Linked DNA regions of Lactuca sativa: region 2 is linked to region 1. Evidence: chromatin contacts called from public Hi-C data. All regions are on one chromosome and are shown on one strand. The core of a region is the stretch at or near the end of the contact, and the rest is flanking DNA. Distances in the headings are between cores, read along the strand shown.

Region 1 (7,120 bases), core at 4,525-7,024:
TGGGTTGGAATTGTAAACCGTTCACAAGCTGATATCAACAAGAATGTTGACATGATGGCTGCTCGACGAAAGGAACAGGAATATTTTGAATCTAGCCCCGACTATGGACACCTGGCACATAAAATGGGTTCAGTATATCTTGCAAAGCTTTTGTCCAGGGTCAGTCTTCACTCTTTAATCTTCATTCATACATATTTTCTTAGCTTACCCTAGCAGTCCAAAGGTGGTAACCCGTAAGGTTTTACTGTATGTCTAATGTCTTACTAGAATTAGGGGTGAAATTGGTACGGTACCAATTCATTTTTCTGTAAACCGTGTACTGTACCAACTATAATTGATATAAAAAAATTGCTATTGGTACCGTACCAAGTATACTTGGTACCGTACCAAGTATACTTGGTACCAATTTATTTGGCTACCGACATGTTTGGTTGGTACAAATTGGTAATGGTATATACCAACTTCTTTTAATTTTCTATTATAAGATTTAAAAATAAGCAATGACATCGGGATTTTGATGTGTAATATAGAAATTAGTTGCGTATTTCTTTTAATTTACAAAAGAATTTTACTGAAGTAACGCTAAAGTAACGTTTTAATATTGTGCTTTAACGTGGTAATAATTATTGACCAATACGACCAAATGACTAATATAATGTTATTAAAACAATAAACACTAAATACAATTAACAGTTGATATATATATATATATATATATATATATATATATATATATATATCAAATGAATTGGTTGGTACAGTATTACCATGGTATTCCAATTTTTATACTATTACCGTACCAACATCGATCAATTGGTACGGTACTACCAACTAAACATGTTAGCTACCAAATATCTTGGCTACCAAGTTTCTTGGTTCGGATGGTAACATATGGGTTGGTTTTCCATGGTACAGTTTTGTCAGCCCTAACTAGAATAATAGATATATTTATTTGCATATGGATTTTACTGTTTGACAAGTTTGCGGTGGTGTTTCTGTTTTTCCTGAATCAGCATTTAGAGAGTGTTATCAGGCAGAAGATACCAAGCATAGTTGCTTTGATAAACAGAAATATTGATGAAATCAATGCAGAGCTGGACCGTATTGGCAGGCCAATCGGAGTAGATGGAGGGGTATATTATTTACTTTTTTTTTTTTTAATACTTGCTAAATATTCATTTTTGTTTTTTGTTTTGTTTTTCCTCAACAGGCACAACTTTATACTATCTTGGAAATGTGTCGTGCATTTGACCGCGTGTTCAAAGAGCACCTTGATGGAGGGTAATGCATGAATGATATTTACTTGACATTTTCTGTAGTTGTTAATTTAGTCGACTGCAAATTTCAAAAGTGATTATTATTATTATTCTGGGAGAATCTCAGGCGAGCAGGTGGAGATAGGATATATGGAGTGTTTGATCATCAACTACCAGCTGCTTTGAAAAAGCTTCCTCTAGAGCGCCACCTGTCTACCAGTAATGTGAGAAAAGTAGTTTCAGAGGCTGATGGTTATCAACCCCACTTGATCGCCCCTGAGCAAGGATACAGAAGACTAATAGATGGATCTCTTGGATACTTCAAGGGACCAGCTGAAGCTTCTGTGGATGCCGTATGTACATTTTCCATCTTATATACCTATTGCTGTTTCTTACACAACACAACACAACACAAGCTCGGGGTTGCTTCCCTCTCATTGAATTAACTTATTAACTGTATGTAGGTACACTTCATTTTGAAAGAACTTGTGAGGAAATCCATGGCAGAGACGGTGGTAAGTAAATCGTATACAGACATGATCTAAACCCTAAAACCTACCATGTATAACCTGAGTGAAATATTTGAATTTAAGTTATTTATGCCACTGCACCCAAATTTAGCTTGCTTGCATCTAGAAAAAGCTCATAGCTTGAACGATAACTCATGGGATGAGGTTGAGGGGTCGTCTTTTGCATATGCAAAAGATCAAGAGGGAGTTTCTGCCTTTACTTTTCTATACCTAATTCTTTTTGGGTGGGACACAAATTGTCGAGTGTCCAGTATAATCACAATCACAAACACAAGCACTCTTGTTTGCAACCAAAGAGCAAGCAAATATTATTATATTCTCAGAAGTGAATAATACTTGATGATATGAATATGATGTGTGTTGAACACAGGAGTTGAAGCGGTTCCCATCACTCCAAGCGGAGATAGCAGCTGCTTCAAATGAAGCACTGGAAAATTTCCGTGATGAAAGCCGGAAAACAGTTAGCCGCCTCGTGGAAATGGAATCAACTTATCTGACCGCCGAATTTTTTCGTAAGATTCATGCTGAATCAGATAACAACCCCAGAGACATCCATAATAACAAGCATTCAACCACATCCCACCCAAATGCAGATCGTTACAATGATCATCACTTCAGAAAGATTGGTAAACACCCTACCCTATCCATCCATGTTCCCATTTGATCTATATATATTTGACTTTGACCTGTAGCGTTGTTATTTTTCAAATGAATGATTGTGATCAGGATCAAATGTGTCTGCTTATATTGGAATGGTTTGTGATACTCTCAAGAATACCATCCCCAAGGCTGTTGTTTATTGTCAAGTCCGAGAAGCAAGGAGATCTTTGCTCAATCTCTTCTATGCACAAATCGGTAGAAAAGAGGTAGATATCTTTTTTTAGCAAACATTTGTTCCAATGCCGTAATATACTGTATTAGGTGGATCATATGGCAACCTATATATTATAATCAAAAGAAAAAAAGTCCATGATTGTTAGTTAAGTTGGTTATAATAAGCATCATACCATTTAATTTACTAAATGGTGATGAATGTTTTAATGCAGAAAGAGCAACTTGGTAGAATGTTAGACGAAGATCCAATGCTCATGGAAAAGAAAGAGACTTTATCCAAGAGACTTCACCTCTACAAGTCAGCAAGAGACGAAATCGATTCAGTCTCATGGAAGTGAGAAAGTAAGCGCCTTGCCTCGTCACGTTTACAAATCTGTACAACTAACTCTCTCTACTTTCACACAAGTTAATGTTCATTTGTACGTCATCATCTTATGTTGTGTACTAAGGTTGAAAAGACAAGAACTTGATTTGCTAAAAAACAATTTGATGTGTTACGATAGTTACTGTTTTCAGCTTCAAATACATATACATATCAAAGTTTTATAAACATACAACGGAAAACCTGTGGTAATTATAAAACTTGGAAACAAAATCCTATATTATAGTAATAATTAAGAAAGATGAATATTCATTGGTCCACATCCTGCCTGCTTGCCAAACACAACTCATGCAACTCATTAAGCACCCACTCTTCACCGGTATGACCACCCAACACAAGAACCCTGGTACCCCCAACAACACAAGTACTATGACCCCAAGCAAACTTGGGAGGTTGACCAGGCACATTCAAAATTCTCCAAGATGGTTTCTCCTCGGCAGGGTCCAACAAAAACACCTGAGAAGGGGAGTGCAGCCCCGCAATGGAACCACCAAATATTATAACCCGCCCGCATGGCATACTCATGGCTACGTGGTCAAGCCGTGGCGGTGGGACAACAGCACTCTGGGTCCCAACACCTGTGAACCCATTGCACTCCAAAAGCCTCCATTCTGGCTTCTCATCCATTACATCCATCGTATATGCCTCACTTGATCTTAACCTTAAGTGACCACTGTTTGCCAGACCCCCATACATGAGAATTTTTGTTCTTCCGAAAACAGACAGCGAGTGTCCCAGTCGAGAGGGTGGGACCGGTGAAGTCGGGATTTCTCGCCACATCGGTTTTTCCATTGTCAGATCAAGGATAAACGTGTCATTCAGAAGGACTCCTGCGTCTGTGCACCCGCCTGAAGATAAAGATATAATAAGAAACCAACTTTAACAACATGTTTAAAATAAAATTAAAATTAACTGCGGACCTGAAACAACTAATTTTGATCCTTCTATGGTGCAAGAGCTGTGCCAAGATCTTGGCGGGGGTGGACCAGCGCCAAACACTTGTATCCAGGTTGGTTGTTTGGCATCCAAGTCAAGAACAAACACATCATTCAACAATCCTTGTTTCCCACACCCACCAAACACCACCAACCAGGAGCCATTAAGTGAGGAAAGTGTGTGCCCCCATCGCCCTGGCGGGGACGACTTGACGCTCACCTGCCGCCACTCGGGATTGACAGCATCAAGATTAAGAACAAACGTATCGTCCATTGGCTCCATGTTAACTCCTTCACCACCAAATAAAACAAGCCGGTTTCCAGCTGCACATGCGCTAAAATTACAACGTGAAGGCTCGACTGTACCTCCGACTCTTAGTTTCTTCCAACAAACAGCCTCAAGAGTGGTGAGCTCACGAGCAAGACGGCCCCATCCTAATTTATTATTAGTCATATGTTCTAATGCACCTGTCACTTCTCTTCCCCAAGCATTCTGACAAACCATTTTTCTAACATGCTCGTTCTTTGTAAGTAGGCGGATCCGCCTACAAACAGATCCGATTGAAGCAACATCTCTGGGTGTCAATCGAGACAGAATGTCTTGAGCCATTACTTCATCTGAAAGTTGAAGAATCCCACACTCGATTTGTTGTTGTTGCTCGATGTTTGGGGAGTGGAATTTATCACTTACTTGTTGATTAGATTGAGAGTGAGACAGAGATTGAGATTGAGATTGGACGTCGTTGTTGTGAGTCTCTTTGAAAACAGGGTAGGATATGGAATTTAGATCGATTTTGGCTTCTGTGAATACTTGTATGCCTATTACGTGTGTGACTATGCCATCATCACCATGAATTGGAGCAAGTCTTAGTCGGTTGACCAATGGAGTTCCGTCTTTTCTGAAATTGAGAAGCTCTCCCTGGAAATCGATTCCTTCTTCCAGACATCTTCTGATCTCTGATACACACACAGGGTCCACCAACGGGTGCCGTCTTTGGGCTCGGGGGTCTCTGTACTGCAAGAAACGACTGAGGCAAAACATTTCCAAATAAGTACATTTCTCAAACTACAAATAAAAAGAAATAAAAGTGAAAAATACATTGCATTTAACTCTATTAATTATGCTTTTCAACTATCATGCAAAATTTCTCCCTAGAACTCCTACTGTTGGATTCGATATCAATCAACCTAATTGTAGCCAACTCTCAAGTTCCAGTTGGAAAATAACTGAAACTGGGAGCCAGATCCAACAATTTGATACAAATGCAAAAATAAACCAAGCGACGCATAGATTCAATAAGTAAATCTAAAACACAGAGCTCGTTAAACCTCTTTTCTATGAGATCTACAAGAAGAGCACATGTTTTCCGTCCACTCTCATATGAGCGTCTAATTTGATAACCGGAAGGGAAACTTTGAACTAAAAAAAATAACAAGCAGTAAATCGGAATGAGAAAGTGGAAATATACCAGTTCCGACCAAGGACTTCATCGGCACGATAACCGGTGGTGGATTCGAATACCTTATTAACGTAGATTATAGGAAAATCTGGTTCCATAGCATCCGAAACCACAATTGAAGTCGGAATCATCGGATTGAAAAACTCGCCTAACCTCAACGAAAATCCACCACCGCTCTCCTCCTCCTCATCGTCTATGTCGTCGTAGCAGTAGTCGTCGTCATCGGTGGCGCTTTTTAGCCTCTTGATCCTCTGAAGATCGTCTGATTCATCGTCTATAGGCATCCCCATGGCTAGTCAAGCAAGGAAAAGATAGAATGGTGAATGGAAGGTGAGAGATAGATATTTATTGAACTTTCAAAAACCCATCAAAATATCCCACTTTTAAAATATCCGCCGGAAGACATACATAAATAAATTAACTTTTTTGTTTTTTCTTCCTTCATGTTACCGAAATTGACGCGTCGTAAAACAGGACACGTGTTGCTTTATACATCACTCTCATATCATAATACTATTTTATTACCAAAGTCATCTTACATACATGTCGATCGTTCGTTTTATGACATAAAACAATAAATGCAATACTTGCAATGTATTTATTTATCAAGAAGAGCATTATATATTTTTATCATTTTTATAGCAGGCTTGTTTATTAATAATGATTTTTTGTTATCTTAATTGTACTTGATCTATATCAAAATTTAGTAGTAAACAATTTGTAACAGTTTTATCATATAACAAAATAAAAAACGATTGAACATGAAGATATTTAGGGTGTGGGGCGGTGCAAACGCAATTGACAAGATGTGACGTGTATCGTAGCCGAAGATATTTTTGTATGTCTACCACAAAATATCTAATTTAAACAGCCAATTATCTTCATCTATATCACCTTAATATTTCGATATTTAGATATTTCGATCGCGAATATTTGTTTGCGATTCAGATTCTGTTTTGATACTTGAAGCCCTAAACCCAATAACAGATTCTGTTTTGATACTTGAAGCCCTAAACCCAAAAAGACTTTTGGCCCAATAATATCCCAAAACTTAGGGTCTAATAGTTGCCCAAAACCTAAGACCTAAAATAGTTCATGGTGATGACCTTAAGCGTACCACCTAAGTACGCCTAACGTACAACTTGTTGGCATCAAGGGAAAATGTAACATCTTAACGATATAACTCAAAAATTTTCAATTTAAAATTAATAAAATGGTAATCGGTTCGTCGAGAACCTTCTCTCATAGATTCCCTTTACCAAGTCATCGCCAACAATTCGCTCTTATCCCTTGGTGTCAAAGGGCGAGTTCCTTTCTTGTTTTGCCCAAAAACTTTCTTTATTCTCATTGGAGAAAGACTCTCCCTCTACTTTCTTTAACAGGGGTGGAGAATATCATTCTATCAATAACAAGAAAAAAGTAGCAATTTTGTTTTAAATGGTTTGAGCTTGGAAGCAACCTGCTATCTATCGATAGGTGAGAACAGACTGCTATTGGCTGCTTCGCCTATCGATTCTATTATGTCCGGCTTGGATACATTAGAGGAAGACTATCATCTCTATCCAGGTACGATCATAACATAACTTCATTCATTCGTTGAATCTCGGGGATAACCATTAGCTGGTAAGGTTTTGCGCATTGTATCGAATTAAACCACATGCTCCACCTCTTATGCAGGACCCCGTCAATTCCTTTGAGTTTCGGTCTTGTGACCGTACTCCCC
Region 2 (6,609 bases), core at 3,278-5,777, 880 kb after region 1:
AATGCCTACATTGATGAACATATGTGGAGAAATCTTTTTGGAAAAGGATAAAATCCTGATATGAGAACCCAAACAAAAAAAACCCAGTTTTGACTAACCTAATTTATTTAAAATCTTTATTCATTTTAGTAGCTACACACCATTTAGATGTTCTCAAAATAACATATGAAATAAATTCGAGATGTAATAAATCTAAAAAGTTATTTGACATGTTTTGTACTTTCTAATGATCATTACCAGGAAACCTTTGAAGGATTTTTTACCAGAAAGAATGTGATCAATATACAAAACAATGTTGCATATAGAACCTAATTGTTTTTAATTTACTGTAATAAGGTCTTCCTGTAACAGTTGATTGTCTCTACCTAACTCTCACATGCAAGGTAATGGATTTATGTTGTTCTAAATGTGTCAAAATGCTTCACTTAAGTGTTACCCAACACATGGTCTGCGGACTATCTGCATTGATTTCATGATTGAGAAGAACACATCCCATCAACCAAGATCAGACAATCAACCATATTAGTGACCCCCACTAAGATTAGAAATGTACTTTGAGTAATCCTCCAAAACAGGCAATGAATTTTGAACTGTAGCAACTCTTGAATCAATTCCCAAATTATACATCAAACTTCCAACATTAAACCTTGAACATTTTTAATTAATGTTATCGAGTTACCATGCATTTGATTATTTAGGTATATCATAAATTGTTAGGTTCCCCTATTGATTTTACTACTTTAACTTGTACAAAGGATAAATACCTATAATACCTACAAATAGGAGAGTGTTGTCTTTTCTTTGTGAAATATCTAATAGCTACTTTGACAATAGCCTTTCTGTTTTACAATAATAAGGTTTGAATGACTGATTTTAAATAATCATTCTGTAAAATCATTTAAAAACCAAAACTATTCCTTTTTATATACAATTACGTTAATAATGCAGAAGTTAAACCATAATCTTTTTGTTTTATTAGTTGTCTTAATTCTAAAACTTATATAATTATTATGTAAATCTGATAACTTATTTAGCTTATTTTAAAATAATTTACATTATAATCGTACTTATTTATTGGAGGAATAAAAGTAGAATGATAACAATATATTAATTAAATTTGTATTTATCATGTATATATATATATATATATATATATATATATATATATATATATATATATATATATATATATATATATATAAGTTATATTATAATATAAGTTTTTAAATAAGACATAACGAGGTTACCATCTTATAAAAATAAAAATACTATAACAACCAATTAATCGATTCTCTATTTCATTATGATCTTTAAACGATTAATTATTGTTATACAAAAATTTTGTCTAAATATATAAAAGTAATCATGTTTTAATTTGTCAAATTATAAAAGTAATCGTTGTTTATGTTTTTCATATATGAAAATCATATTATGAAAAAGAGTACATGCATCAGTCTGTTTTAGAATAAACTTCACATATTATTTTAGTTTTTAAATAGATATTTTGACAAAATAACCATTTATTTTGTTTAGGATTAATGTATACTTATATACGAATGAGAGATGATACAAGAACAATATATTACGTGTTCTTTAAAGTATAGCATGTTCTCGCTAAGAACATATACAAATTTGCATTCACAATTAAGTTTCATTTCAACCAATTTGCTAATATTTATTGCAACACACCCTCCCTCTAAATCTTAAACCCATAAATAAATGTCTAAAACTAATCATCGAAAGAAACTATTTGGTATCGTTGCATCACTAATAGTCGAAATAAACTATTCTAGAGATTTGGTCCAATGATTCCTCTATGTTCGCATGTAGATGACATGTTCCCATTCAAGCTGATAAGAAAACAATTTCTAATTTGATTATGTTTTACAATGACAATCAATAAAACTTAGGGACAAACAATTCCAAATGTAGGTATTTATCTCCCAAAATCGGTTTCTCGTCTGGCCAACTTTATGTGGCATTGTCTAGAAGGATATCGTGCAGGCATCATATTCATCTAAAATATGACATGAATGTACAGTTTTACGTTTAACCGTAAACATGAGGCTTTAGTTTGGTTGTCTAACTAATGATTTGGATGAGACAAAAACATTTAATGAGTGGATTCTTAAAATTGGTGAAGGTAATACTGGTGGTTCTAATGATGGTGAAGCTGAAGTTGAATTTCCAGAAGACGTTGTCATTCACTCTACAGGTGACCATATTCATTCAATTGTATCCACCATTTATCCATCCTTTGAAAACATTTTAGGATTGATGAAATATGAAAGGAAAACATATATGAGTTTAAATTCTTTTCGTGAGAGGTACCAATTTTTTTTTTTGAGGAAGCAATCTACTCTTCAGTAGTGTTGAATGGTTTTAAGACATCTAGAATTTCCAACCATAAACTTACACTAAAAATAGGTGTTCCAGTCATGTTACTTCGTAATATCGATCAAGCCAAAGTACTATGCAATGGTACTGATTACAGATTGTTAGACTTGGAAGATACGTAATTGAAGCCTGAATCATATATGCTAGATTCTTCAACGAGACTACTTATATACCTTGCATTAAGTTAACTCCGTCTAATAAAAAAATCTCATTATGTTTTCAGCGAAACCAATTCCCCATGGTTGTTTATTTTGTTATGGTCATTAACAAAAGTGAATGACAATGATTATCAAATGTTAGATTATACTTGCGTAGATATGTCTTCACTCGTTGTCAGTTACATGTTTTTTGTTTCTCACGTCACAAGTGAAAAAGGATTGAAGGTACTCATATATGACGAGGAAAGTCATCAAACTAATAAAACAAAAAGTTATGTCTACAAAGAGGTCTTTCAGCGATTATAAATATTCAGGTGTTTCATTGTTTTTTTTCCAGACATTTCAATGTTACTAATAATGCTAAGTTTGTTTATGTTACTTTATCTTTTTTTATAATGCCAACTTTTAAAAACCTTTATATGTACATTTTTATATGTTTTTCCACGTTTTACGCGAGTCATAATCTAGTTAATATATTATAAGTATAATATATTAATTGAGAAGTCATATTATTAATTAATATTGGACAAGAATTAATTTGGAATTAATTTAGCGATCAAAAGAGATTAATTATATTAAGAGGGCTGATTAAGTAAATCAGTAATACATATAGTTTGTGCCAACGATCAATGATTGATTAGTGATTGACTAAGTTTATGTGAGAGTCCATGAAATATTAGTCCAAAAGGCTTATCATATAGATTATTGGATTAAAGGCCCAAAGAATGAATTATGGTTTACAAATTGAAATTCTAGAAATTCCACACTATAAAAGTAACCCCTCAAGACCAATGATCCATGATTAATTTGGAGCTTACAAAATATATCCAAATAACCAATTTGATATGTCTATAGGAACATAATGAAAAATTCACATTAACCATATTTTGTATGAAAGAGTTCAAGGTTTAAAATCGGCTTATTTTCCATATTTTTTTATTGAGTCTTTACTTTACAACTAAAAAATATGACTTTCTCCAAATTATGAGTATGATATGTTGATGGATAGACTTATTACACAAACCAATGAGAAAAGTTCATCCAAACAAACTCCATATAAAAAAGTGACGAAAAGTTAGAGTTTGAAAAAAAAAAACCATAATTTTTGCATGCCACATCTGTGAAAATCTACATAGATTTTTGCTGATAGGGTGCGATAATTGTGTTTATTTTGATTAGACAATCTACATAGATTTTTACTGATAGAATGTGATAATTGTGATTGTTTTTTATTTTCTGACTTAGAAAAAAAAAAGTTATTACGGTTATAGCATATTAGCATTTATTTTCTTTACCTCCGGACTCATTATCCCCTATGAAATAGGAATGAGTTTATTTTCGTTTTAGGTTGTAATCTACCCTAATAAATAAGAATGATTTTGCCACATGTCATTCTCTCATTCAATTTGCCACATGTCATTTTGTCATAATTTAGAGATATATTTATTTTCCACTTGTCATTTATTTCATTTTCCATTTCTAATATATTATTAATTAGTTTCCATAAATTAAACTTACCATAATGAAATTAATTTCAAATTTTAAATTTTAAATTTCAATTTCAATTTCAAATAAATTTATAGTTTAAACCTTTGTGTTTAACATTTTGTTATAATTAACCTGTTTAGTATACGGGTCTGATAACTAAACAATAGTTTTAATTTATTTATTTTTTGCATGTTTTTTTTCTCATAATTTTTATTTATTTCAAATTTCGAATTCAAATAAACTTCTCATTTAATCGTTTCTATTTAACATTTTGTTTTAATCAACCCGTATAATATACGGGTTTTACAACTAGTTTTAACATATAGGGAAATACTTTTATGAAAACATATAAGTAGTTGAACGTGAGCACCAGGATCTACAAGGACCGAATATGATTTAGGTGTAACCTTAGGACCATTTTTGTCACTTGTGTAGTAAAGAGGTGAAGGACCATACATACACGCATATATGCGACAACTGTATCATCCCTGGTCTCCACATTATTTTTGTAATGAAAGCATTCATCCCTCACCCTCCCCGATTCTCTCTCTCTTTCTTGCAAAAATTCCATCTTTTTTCTCTCTCTCTTTCCTTTTCAATCTTTACCTTCATCACCGCCGTTCAATCGGACTCATAAAAGCTTCTTTTTCCTCAATCACACATTTCCTGCAAAGGGAATTGCAATTTTCATCGACCCCTCGACAAAACCCTAACCACAGTCCACTCCTCAGAGGAACCGAACCTGGTTCTGATTATCGATTGGCGTTTGAAATGATGAAACCCTTTCTGGGTTATGAAAATTTTGGTGGATTTCTCCTGTTTATCGTCTATTTCTTGTCTGTTTCGATCATTTTTGTTCAGTCACAGTCGAGCGCGAACGATGCTGTTGTAATGCAGGCTCTGAAATCGAATCTCAGTCCACCCAAATCACTCGATTGGTCTGATCCTAATCCATGTAAATGGCAGCAAATTCAGTGCTCAAGAGACAACCGGGTCACCAGGATCCAAGCCGGTAACCAGAACCTCAAAGGTTATCTTCCGCAGACACTCAACAACCTCACGGAACTACAAGTTCTGGAATTTCAAAACAATCAACTCACCGGCTCACTCCCGAGTCTCGCCGGGTTAACTCAGCTCCAGAACCTTTTACTCAGTAACAACAGTTTAACTTCAATACCTACCGATTTCTTCGACGGTATGTCTTCTTTACAACACGTTTATCTGGATTACAACGGTTTTAGTTCGTGGTCTATCCCGGACAGTTTAAAATCCGCCTCCACTTTGCAAGTTTTCTCGGCGACGTCGGCCAACATCACAGGAAAAATCCCGGATTTCTTCGGCGGTGATGCGTTTGCGGGGCTGACAACTCTGCATTTATCGTTTAATTATCTGGAGGGTGGGTTACCGAGTTCGTTTTCGGGTTCATCGATTCAAAGCCTTTGGTTGAATGGTCAGAACAGTAGGTCTAAACTAAACGGAACTCTCCAAGTTCTTCAAAACATGACGCAATTGACTGAAGTTTGGCTTCACGGGAACTTGTTTTCCGGTCCTTTACCGGATTTTTCAGGTCTGAACGAGTTGCAGAATTTGAGTTTAAGAGATAATAGCTTAACAGGGCCTGTTCCACAATCTTTATTAGGTTTACAATCTTTAAAAGTTGTGAACCTGACTAATAATCTCTTACAGGGACCTACTCCAAGTTTTGATAAGACTGTGGCTGTTGATTTAAGCGGGCTTAATAGTTTCTGTTTACCGAATCCTGGTGCTCCTTGTGATAATCGTGTTGATATTCTGCTTGGTGTGGCAGAATCTGTGGGTTACCCGCATACTTTTGCTGATAATTGGAAGGGAAACGATCCGTGTAATTCATGGTTAGGGATCACATGTTCCAGCGATGGGAATATAACTGTGATTAATTTTCAAAAAATGGGTCTAACAGGAACCATTTCTCCCAAATTTGCGTCCTTTAAATCACTTCAAAGGTTGATTCTTTCAAATAATAATCTTACCGGAACTATACCCGATGAACTCAAAGATTTACCCAGTTTGATTGCGATTGATTTTTCGAATAATCATCTTTACGGACCAGTTCCGGATTTTAGCAAAACCGTTAACGTGAAGACCGAAGGGAATCTTGATATCGGAAAGGCGGGTCCAAGTCTGACACCGGTTTCCCCTTCTGGCGGCGGCGGCGGGAGTAAGCCAAACGGAGGAGGAGGTGGCGGTGGTGGGAAAAGTTCAAACACCGGCGTGGTGGTGGGATCGGTGGTTGGTGGTGTTTGTGCGGTTTTTTTCGCGGGATTGCTGGGTGTCTGTGTCTACAAAGCTAAACGAAAGCAAACTAACCGTATCCCATATCAAAACACGATGGTGATCCACCCCCGGCATTCAGCATCTGATGGGGACGGGGTGAAGATCACAATCGCAGGTTCAAGTGCCCCCACAAACGAATCCTTTAGTCACACGAGTAGTGGCCCAAGTGACATCCACATCGTGGAAGCTGGGAACATGGTGATTTCAATTCAAGTTTTGAAAAATGTGACAAATAATTTCAGCCCGAATAATA

Evidence for each region. Hi-C and Micro-C count contacts between places; a contact is called where the count stands out from the background.
Region 2: a Hi-C map of seed shows a contact between it and region 1, with 8 times the contacts expected there. The contact joins the promoter of LOC111921771 here to the promoter of LOC111919272 in region 1. A contact is called at or near these places in 2 of 4 Hi-C or Micro-C datasets (leaf and seed).

Annotation. Positions count from the first base shown.
Region 1 is chr3:222,731,597-222,738,716 of Lsat_Salinas_v11, forward strand. It overlaps LOC111919272 (adagio protein 3), which reads right to left and starts at 5,775. Exons shown (of 3, transcript XM_023914869.3): 1 at 5,407-5,775; 2 at 3,923-4,965; 3 at 3,091-3,850. The coding sequence starts at 5,687. The coding sequence ends at 3,252. LOC111919273 (phragmoplastin DRP1C) reads left to right here. Exons shown (of 16, transcript XM_023914870.3): 9 at 1-159; 10 at 1,014-1,133; 11 at 1,211-1,281; 12 at 1,384-1,609; 13 at 1,721-1,771; 14 at 2,157-2,412; 15 at 2,513-2,652; 16 at 2,833-3,215. The coding sequence ends at 2,958.
Region 2 is chr3:223,612,967-223,619,575 of Lsat_Salinas_v11, forward strand. LOC111921771 (receptor protein kinase TMK1) reads left to right here and starts at 4,528. Exons shown (of 2, transcript XM_023917356.3): 1 at 4,528-6,609. The coding sequence starts at 4,815.